2 separate regions of the Mus musculus genome follow, and region 2 is linked to region 1. A link is a contact called in public HiChIP or PLAC-seq data. All regions are on one chromosome and are shown on one strand. The core of a region is the stretch at or near the end of the contact, and the rest is flanking DNA. Distances in the headings are between cores, read along the strand shown.

Evidence for each region. HiChIP or PLAC-seq counts read pairs in DNA pulled down with a chosen protein or histone mark.
Region 2: a contact with region 1 is called in an H3K4me3 HiChIP or PLAC-seq map of the SCID.adh cell line, with 9 read pairs. The contact joins two enhancer-like sites. A contact is called at or near these places in 2 of 484 Hi-C or Micro-C datasets (the G1E-ER4 cell line and bone marrow-derived macrophages) and 2 of 115 datasets of contacts at active chromatin or transcription factors (the SCID.adh cell line and large pre-B cells).

Annotation. Positions count from the first base shown.
Region 1 is chr15:63,277,931-63,282,885 of GRCm38.p6, forward strand. No RefSeq gene overlaps it. Among named protein-coding and RNA genes, the nearest start is that of Gm41335, 77 kb to the right of the region's middle. Within about 2 kb of position 2,126, at least 10 of the 459 cell types and tissues checked have an H3K27ac peak or open chromatin away from gene starts, as enhancers often do. A contact at or near this core is called in the SCID.adh cell line, where this site is marked.
Region 2 is chr15:63,722,388-63,727,342 of GRCm38.p6, forward strand. All of the region lies in intron 2 of 4930449C09Rik (RIKEN cDNA 4930449C09 gene), which reads left to right. Among named protein-coding and RNA genes, the nearest start is that of 4930449C09Rik, 6.5 kb to the left of the region's middle. Within about 2 kb of position 2,339, at least 12 of the 459 cell types and tissues checked have an H3K27ac peak or open chromatin away from gene starts, as enhancers often do. A contact at or near this core is called in the SCID.adh cell line, where this site is marked.

The DNA of each region.
Region 1 (4,955 bases), core at 876-3,375:
CAATGCTATTCCCCTCCCAACACCTCTGTATTTTCCAGCTGAATAATTGGAGGCCCAAGGCTGACAAGGGAATTGCCCAAGAAGACGTTCTAATAAAGAGACAGGTGAATCACTATTGCCTAGTGATTCAAATAGTTATCAGATACCAGAGCCTGTGATATCAAACTGATTAACAGGGGAGATAACAGAGAAATGAAAATGACCAAAAATGACCAAAGAAACATCCAATGTTTGATTTCACAGTTTTTTTTTAAGAAGCACATAATGAAAGTGAAATTGCTCTATTAGTTATTGCTCATATAGGCTATGAGTTTATACTGGGTTGTATCATTGGACATGAATTTTAGAAGGCTCATTGGGTAGTTACCACTTAACTAAGATGTAGAATAAAATTCCTCAGTATGCTGAAAAAACTTTAACAATTATTACTTAAGCAAAGTTGTATTTTGCAGATGAACCTCAAAGTTCATTTCAAACATCTGTCTCTTCATTATTTATCCCTAACAGCAAAGGATGTGCTACACAGACAGCAACTGAAGAGATCAAGCCTGGAACTTTTTATCACAAATACATAATATAATCCTTGAAGATTGAAGAGGGGGAATTATTATTATTTTTTGCTCCTAAGTAACAAGAATTCCATAAAGTGTATCAGCCATCTGTGGAATATATGAATCAATATTCACAAAAAAGACACAGGGTATACAATCATAAATAGATTTATCAATGACAGCCCCACTTTAGGAGAGCCTAAGATTGATATCCCATGTAATGTCAGTTCTTTAATCTCTATATGATTTGATGTCATCACTTACAGCTAAATTAATAAACTAACAATTAGTGACAATAACCAGCCCCAAAGTATATTTTACTTGGCTCTCTATTTCTAGACTGAGTGGATGGTATTCTTTAACAGAATAAAAAGCATAAATACTTAGAGATTTCTACAAAATCTATTTTCAAGAAACTCATATTATATAAAGATTCTACCAACACCCAAAGCCCAGGTTTCTATAGCTAGAGAATGGGGCTATTTATAAATTCACATGACCCTCAGGATCAGAATCTCTGCATCTCATTCTCCATGGAACACAAAAGAAAATTCACCCTCTAGCATCTCATAATCCCCTATAGTAACAATTCACTGTAGCTGACTCAAAGGTACAAAATTTTAGATGAGACAGTTTGTTTTAGCATGAACATAATCTGTGTTGCCCAAGTTATCAGTTTAGCCAGGTTTTATTTTTCAACAATTATTTGAAGCATTAGGAAGAATGGCACCTAATACTCACATACTCTGTAACACCTTTTAAATGGAAATATACTGAATTATCACTATGTTAAAATTAATGATTAACTATGGATAATTCATATACAAAACATTGGAAAACTAGTGTTTATGTTTTAGTATTTAGCATTTTCTATTTGTGATTCTGTTTAGTTCTTTTAGTAATATCTAATATAAATCAACGCCTCAGAAGAGTTTCTACGTCATCAATATGATTAATGCAAGGAATTGCTCATGAACTACCTGATTCCCTGGAGTGAGATTCAAATACTCCTGCAACGTATGAGGAATGTTTTTGTTTCTTATTATTAATATTCAAAGAATAAGCCATTAACTAGATTAATAACAAAGAGAGAAGCTCTTTAAACAAAATGCTTTGTGTATGTGCAAATGAATAAAACTGCATTCAGCCACTGGAAGACATAGATTCTGTGAAGAACCAGTGTAATTAAATATTATCCTGAGATATAAAAAATAAAAAGCATAGCTGGTTAAATTAAGTTTTTACGGGTATCATTACAAATTAAGCCAGCATCTTTTGTTAAACATAATGCATTTCCCAGGCAAATTAGCATGGCAAGGGTTTCACATGTTTCGCCACCTGGCCAATGCTTATCTTCATCTGTCAAAATCCACATCAAGGAGTTTCCATGAAGCCTTTCAACAAAGCTCCAATTCTCCTTTGTAGTTCCCTGTAACGGACCCAGTCTTTGGCTGTTGTTTTCATTTCACTAAATTTGATTAAAAATTACCTGCCAGTCTTTCCATTACAATGGTAAGCTATGAGATAACACACCACAGGGTAGTTTCACACAGCCACTGGAATGTCTGATCTATGGGGTCACAAAGTTCCAAGGCCCCACTGAAGCCATAGATGGATGAAAAGAAGAGTGGATGGAAGCTAAGTAGTGAAATACCAAACGGGCTTTGAGGGTACCACTAAAGCTGTAAAACATCATTGGAGGACATTATATGATGACTGAACAGCGATTCAGCACATGTTTCCTCTTCCAGAAAGGAAATAGAAAACAATAAGTAGACAGGAACTTTTTGAGGAGAGTGGTCATGCAGAAATGCTTGAACTTAGCAGGAAAGAGGCTGATTCAGATACTTGGGAAAGTAGCCTATAAAGAAGAAAATGTTTCTGAGGCAACTGCTATCAAGCTCTCCAGTTGAGGAGGAGACTTCACATGTGTAAGAGAAAGAATGAATAGGAGAGACTCAGAAAATGCTACCAAAATCCTAGCTACCGGAAAAATTTACAGTTGCCATAGATTTTCATACTGCTGAGAAGAGCAACCGAGAGTAACCATACAGCTTTGTTTTGGAGAAGATACTCATATCATTTAGGAAGTTCACAAACCCTCAGACCTTAGGATGCTACAACTGATGAAGACCCTAAGCTACTGTGACTGATTTTATCATGAGAATAAACTTATTTCTGAATTTGCACCACTCTTAGTGTCAGTAAACTCTGAATTATCACAATCTTTAGGATTTCAGCAGATTGCAAAAAGAGACTGGGTCCTTCTCAGAGCAAACACAACATATCAAACCCATAACCATAAGACAGGTTTTTATAAGAAAGCTGCTTAGCACAAAAACTGTCTTATAAAGGTGATAGCAAGAATGGTTCACTGGATATATAAATCTCAAAGTATGGTTTAAAAAGGGGGGGTGTGGTGTGTGGAAGAAAATACAAAGGGACACAATGCTCCCAGGGACATGGTAACTGGTTGTCAATAGACCAACAAAAATGATACCAAGGTAATGCATGAATAGTGGGAATGAGGACTCTTGCCTGACTGTGGACCCTTTTCCTCCTATTGCATTGCCTCCTCCAGCCTTGATATGAGGGTTTATGCCTAGTCTTATTGCATCTTTCTATACCATGTTCGGTTGATATTATTGGGAGGCCTATACTTTTCTGAAGGGAAACACAGAAACTGGATTTGGGGGAAGGGTGGGAATCACTGTGGGAAATGGAGAGGGGAGGCTGCCATCAGGATGTATTCTATGAGAGAGGAATAAAAAAAATAAGTTTTAAAAAGAATGATTACAAGGATCCAAGATGGTCGAAGAAAATACAATAGCTGCCACAGTGAGAAAAACAGCAAAGATTTTGAGAAAGACCCAAACAGAAACCTTCAAAATGAAGAGCACAATAAGTCAAATATAAAACACAGTGGAAAGTTCCGGACTAGAACAAACAGAAGAAAGGATACCACTTTGTAGAGAAAATTTGAAATCCCACAAAATGACAAACAAAAAAGAAAAACTAAGAGAATGATTGTAGCCCCAAAGAACTCTAGGGTTTGATTAAGTAAACAAGTGTTTTCCTATTTGGGAGGGCAGTACATGGAGAGGAGGAATATATGAGAGGTTAAAAAAACTTACACTTTGAGTTAATAGCTGTGGACAACTTCCATATTGAGAAAGATCTAAACATATAGAGGCCAAATGGCCATAGGACTCTAAATAGACTTGAGGTGAAAATGTCCTAATCTTGATATATCTTAGTCAAAGTCTCAAAATTACAAAAGAAAAAAAGAAAAAAAGAGAGAGAGAATTCTAAACTCTTGAAGAAAAGTATCAGCAGGTCACATATAAATGAATCCACATTAGGATAGCAACATATTTTAATCAGGACACTTGTAAGTTAGGAACTATATTATTAGAAATTATGAAAGAATGAATGTGTTGACCATGATTATTATGCCCAGAAACATTATTTTTCAGAACTTAAAAGTAAATAAATTTTAAAACAAACAACTGAGATAATACATTACCAACAAAATATCTTTGTAAATAATGCCTGATGGAGTTCAACATCCAGAAACAAAAGAATAATAATTAACACCATGATAGCATAAAATCTATTGGAAAAACAAACACTCAAAGCAGAAATAGAAAAAAAAGTCAAACATTATTAACCCAAAAAAATCACAAAATATCCACATGTTAATACAAAAAGAATTATTTTAAAGGACAGAGTTAAATGCAAATATATCAATAATAATGGAATGTAAACAAACTATATCTCCCAATTAAAAGACTTAAACTGGATGAATGGATAAAAGAAAAAAGTTCAGTGGTATACTGCTTATAAGAAACTCCCATCACAAGTGAGAGCACATGCAATCTAAAATGAAAGGGATGTTAAAAGATATGCCACACAAATAAAAGCCAAGAGAGAGCAGCAGTAACTTATGTCATATATAAAAGACTTAAATACAATAACAGACAAAGATCATGATATTATAAGCAAGGGTTTAGTTCAACAGGAAAATACAACAATTACATGTGTGTGTGTGTGTGTGTGTGTGTGTGTGTGTGTGTGTGTTTGTGTGTATGCCCACTATTTATATATTTAATAATATATAATGACAAAGCATTCAACTTAATTTTAAAAGGCATTATTAGTTCCAAATGAAGAAAAGATGACAACAATGATGATGATGACTACGATGATGATGATGATAGTGATGATGATGACATCAAGAATAATTATCAGGTGACTTCACATCAATACTTCACTTTCATCAATGGAGACATTACTCAAACAAATAACATAAGGCAAAGAAACAAGAGATGGCTAAGTATAGATCAAATGAATCTAATGACAGAATATTTCACCAAACAGCTTCAGATTACAAGTTCACTTCAT
Region 2 (4,955 bases), core at 1,089-3,588, 440 kb after region 1:
GGAAGTTGAGCCACCAGGAAGGAAAATCTTGAGTTTGAGGTTAGATTGGGCTACAGCAAGACTCTGTGGTGTGTGTGTGTGTGTGTGTGTGTGTGTGTGTGTGTGTGTGTGTGTGTGTGTAAGTGTGTGTCAGAAAGACAGAGGTTGGTGAAGTGGGAGGGAGAGAAAAAAGAAAGGCATAAGGGAAGTGAGAGAGGGAGGGAGAGAGAATGGGCCATGTTTATTATACTTTACAACATACTTTAAAGTTTTTGCCTTTACATGCTAAGTAAATTATTGATTGCATTTTAAGTGACCCTGTTCCTCCTAAAATTGATACCTTTTTAAAAGAATGCTGACTTTCAAAAGGGGACAAACAGTATTACTTGCCCAAAACAAAAATCTACTATAAGAATAAATACCCTGAAATACAAAATAAATTAAAATATTACAATAAAATTAAAATAAAGCCATGTATAATACCTCTTTTTCCTGTTTGAAGGAACCATTGTTTACTAACGGGAAAGAAATGTCTTCCTCCCAGCTAAGAGTAAGACAGATGTGACAAAAATACAGCTTTAGGCAGCTTCCATGTGCAGCCCAGTCAGTCTCTGCTGCTCATGCAGGCCATTTCGCTCCGCATCCATTTTCTGTTTCTAGACTCACTACTAAGCTTGGGGAAAAGAGGGGAAAAACCTCTCACCAGGATCTTCTGTGTTCTAAGTCCTAAACCCAGGAACTGTGGGTTCTCTGCCAAATTGTGAGAGCATACTGCGCAGGGATGTGTCCAGCAGGCACATTTACAAATGACTAAGAGCCGCCGGCATTCTTGTGCATCGTTCCAGCTTCACCGGTTGGCTGGTATGCCTGTTGGAATGGTAGTGTGGCAATGTCATCTCTTTGAGAATCCCCACCCCCACCCCTCCTACAATCCAGTCCCCGCTCCCCTTTTCTGCTTCCCGCAGGTGAGTGTCACCAGGCTGCCTGCTCAGAACAGTCTTTGGCAAAATCCTAGAGCAGATATGAGGGTCCCTGCACCAAATTCACCTGGCAACATCCTCTTGTATCTCACTGGCAGCTAACTGCATGCTTGAGTGGGGCTATCTTAATTAAACAAAGAAGGTTAATGAGCAATTGCTCCTGAATGCTCAGCTTGTGTGTCTGGATTGAAAATATGCAGGGGTCTACTTAAAGAATCAAATGGAAGCAAGCTAGTTAGCCAATCACTATCCAAAGCAGACCATCACCTTCAAACCCTTAAAAGAAAGTTTCTTTTAAAACCAATTACCACATCTTATAGTCAATGTGAAAATGTTTATTTTATTCAAAATAGGAGCAAAAAAAGAAGAAATGAAAAAATAGAAACCAGAGCTAGTTTGTTGTTTTGATTTTTGTTTTAATTTTGGATTTCTTTTCTTTTCCTTGCCCATTTTTAATGATTTATTTATTTTAATTTTATGTGCATTGGTGTTTTGCCCGCACATGTTTCTGTGTAAGGATGTCAGATCTCCGGGAACTGGAGTTAGACAGTTGTTAGTTGCCATGTGGGTGCTGGGAATTGAACCCAGATCCTTTAGAAGGCCAGCTAGTGCTCCTAACCGTTGAGCCATCTCAACAGCCACTGTTAATCCCTGTGTGAACTCTTCCCCCATTCATTGTTCTGATTTTTCAATTTTATACAAAAGTTGTTCCATACAAAACATCCTACCATGCAATATTTGTTTAAGGTAGCAATAAGTCGAAGATACCTTTCAATCCTTCCAAGTTCCTATGTGACAACACTTGCACTAAATATAGAACATGCCATTTACAAAAAGTTAAAGCCATTGGAAGAAACTGGGCCTGGAGGCACATTCCAGGACCCACAGATAGAGGAGAATCAAGAGTTCAAGGTTATCTTGAGCATAAAGTAAGTTCAAGGAAGTCTGGAGACGCCAACAGGATCGTGTGCTGAGTGTTCTGAATACTAAACATTCATTTGCCCATTCCTGTGAGTGTGTGCATATATGTGCATGCATGTGGGCATGTGTAGGCCAGAGGTATTGGTCCTCCAGGGCCACCCACTGTATTTTTTGACACCAGCTTTCTCACTGAGACCTGGATGTTGCAGGTTTAGCTAGATAGGCTGGCCAACAAGCCACAGGAATCCTCCTACCCTTGCTTCCCTGGTGCTGGGATAACAATTACGCACCATCACACCCAGCCTTTTTATGTGGATGTTGGAATCAAATGCAGATCTTTAGGCTTGAGTGGCAAGCGCTTTACCTCCTGAGTTGTCTCTCCAGCATCAACTTATTAGCATATGTTAATTGCACCTAGTCCTGGGATTCAATGTGATCTCCCCATATACCACATGGCATACACTGATAAAATATAGACACCCTTTCCAATCCAGCCCCCACCCATTCAGGTCTAGGACAATTGATAAGTCTATCTTCAGATTGACTTTTGGAGATTCTGCACATGAGAGAGGACATACTCTACTTGTCTTCCTGTGACTGGCTTGCCCAATGTCCTTCAGTTCCATACAGTTGCTGAAAGAACAGGATGTCGCCCTTTCCTTATGCTACATAATACTCTGCAGTACACAGCGCATACATTCTTTATCTATCCATCTGGCATTCTGCCCTGTGGCTAGTTCCATATCTTGGCTATTTTGAGCAGTGTCATGATACACTTGAGCATACAGCTGCGACACATCTGTTGAATATTCACCTGTAGCTGGAGTGGCTGGATCATATGGTAGATCTATTTTTAGTTTCTTGAGGAAGGTTCATACTATTCTTTATAATAGCTGTGTTAATTTACATCCTTACCAACAATGTCAAACTTGGTCGGGTATGGCTTCTTGCCCTGTCAACAATCTTTTTTTTTTGTTTTGTTTTTCTTAGTTATTTTATTTATTTGCATTTTCAAATGTTGTCCTCCTTCCTGGCCTCTTCTCTACCCCTCCTCCCCTCCCCCTTGTCTCTAAGAAGATGCTCCCTAACCCACCCACCCACTCCTGCCTCACCGCCTCTAGCATCCCTCTATGCTGGGACAACAAGCCTCCACAGGACCAAGGGCCTCTCCTCCCATGATGCCAGATAAGGCAATTCTCTGCTACATATGTAACTGGAGCCATGGACCCACCTATGTAAACTCTTTGGTTGGTGGTTTAGTCCCTGGAAGATCTGGGGTGTCCAGTTAGTTGATACTGTTCTTCCTCTGGGGTTGCAATCAACCCCCTTCACCTCCTTCAGTCCTTCCCCTAACTCTTCCATTGGGGTCCCCAGTCTCAGTCTAATGGTTAGCTGTGAGTATCTGCTTCTATCTTACTCAGATGCTAGTGGAGCCTCTCAGAGGACAGCCATACTAGGCTCCTGTCCGAGAGCACTTCTTGGCATCAGCAATAGTGTCAGGATTTAGAGTCTGCAGATTGGATGGATCCCCATGTGGGAGAGTCACTGCATGGCCTTTCCTCCAGTCTCTGCTCCAATTTTTGTCCCTGTGTTTCCTTTAGACAGGAACAATTCTGGGTTAAAATTTTTGAGATGGATAGGTGGCCCCATCCCTCCTCTGGGGGCCATGTCTATCTACTGGAGGTGGTCTCTTCAGGCTTTATCTTCCCTCTGCTGGGTATTTCGGCTAATGTCAGCACCAATGGATCCTGGAAACCTCTTGCTTCCCTGGCACCTGGGAGTTTCTAGTGGTCCTCCCAGCCCCCAACCTCCACTGCCACATATTTCTATTCATTCTCCTGACCCTCTGGACTTCTCTCCTGTCAACAATCTTAAGTGTCAAGCTTGAAAAAAAAAAAAAAAAAAAACACTAGGCTAGATGTCAGGAGATCTGGGCTATATTCACACCTACTCAATTCACCAACCAAAGAATCATGGCTACAGGACACATTTTATCTGAGCCTCAGTTTCCTAATCTGTACACTGTGATATGGCAAACTGCCTTGCCAAGTCTGAAGTGAAACAACAAAAGAAATGATTATGCTTTGGACAACCTTGGGAGATCATTGCGAATGCTGTTGAAGATCCATCAATGGTGAGACCCAACACTTTGAAATACCTCGGATAATAATTATAAATAAGGAAGGAAATGTTCAACCCAGCTAATTTTAGAAATAGAGAAACTGACTACCTGGGAAGTTAGCTTACTAAAAGTCTCCACTGTGCATCGGGAATCCAGTGAAAGCTAGAAGTCAGCATTCAGATCCACACGACACCCCTGATAAAATACATGTCCTCGTAAGCATGTTAAAGACAGTCCGGTTCCTTACCATTTATTTCCACTCAAGAGAAATAAACTAGATGTTTACCACTTACCATTCCAGCTCTAACATTTGTCTTAAACTTCTCTGAACTTTGAATGTTTCTTTGTCTCTTACAAGAACAAGGGCTTCTTGAAGAAGTAAGGGGAAAAAAGTGAATTTGAGCTCAGCTTTTGCATTTGCTGGGTGAGTTGCATACAGCTTTCCCTCCCCGACTCTTCCCCCACCCCACCCCCATCCCTAACCTAAAGTGGTCTGGAGAATTGATCACATCCCAGGAATTTGGAGAGCTGCCTAGGCTGGGGAAATTAGTTACAGAGTCACAGAGTGACATGTGCTGCCTGTCACATGAAAGTCACTTCCAGCTTGGAACTGATCTCAAATTCCTGCCTTCTGAATGGTGTTTCAGATGCCTGTGGGCAGTCACCAAAACAAAAGGAAGTCAGGAGGAAGGGACCTTCTAACACCCTGCCCAAGACCCACAATCACAAAAGGGAGGAGAGCTCTAACCTAACCCTCCACCAGCCCTTGCTTGACAGCGAGGTTTGAGCAAAGCTATCAAATTCAGTTTGTCCTCAATGGAAGTATTTATTTAACAGCACAGGGACCCTTGAGCTCCATCTGAGCACATTTTTAAACTATGCACACAGTATACACGAGGGTGGATGGGTTTCTTATATATAAATCTGTTGAATGCTGAGGACCCTGGAAAGTC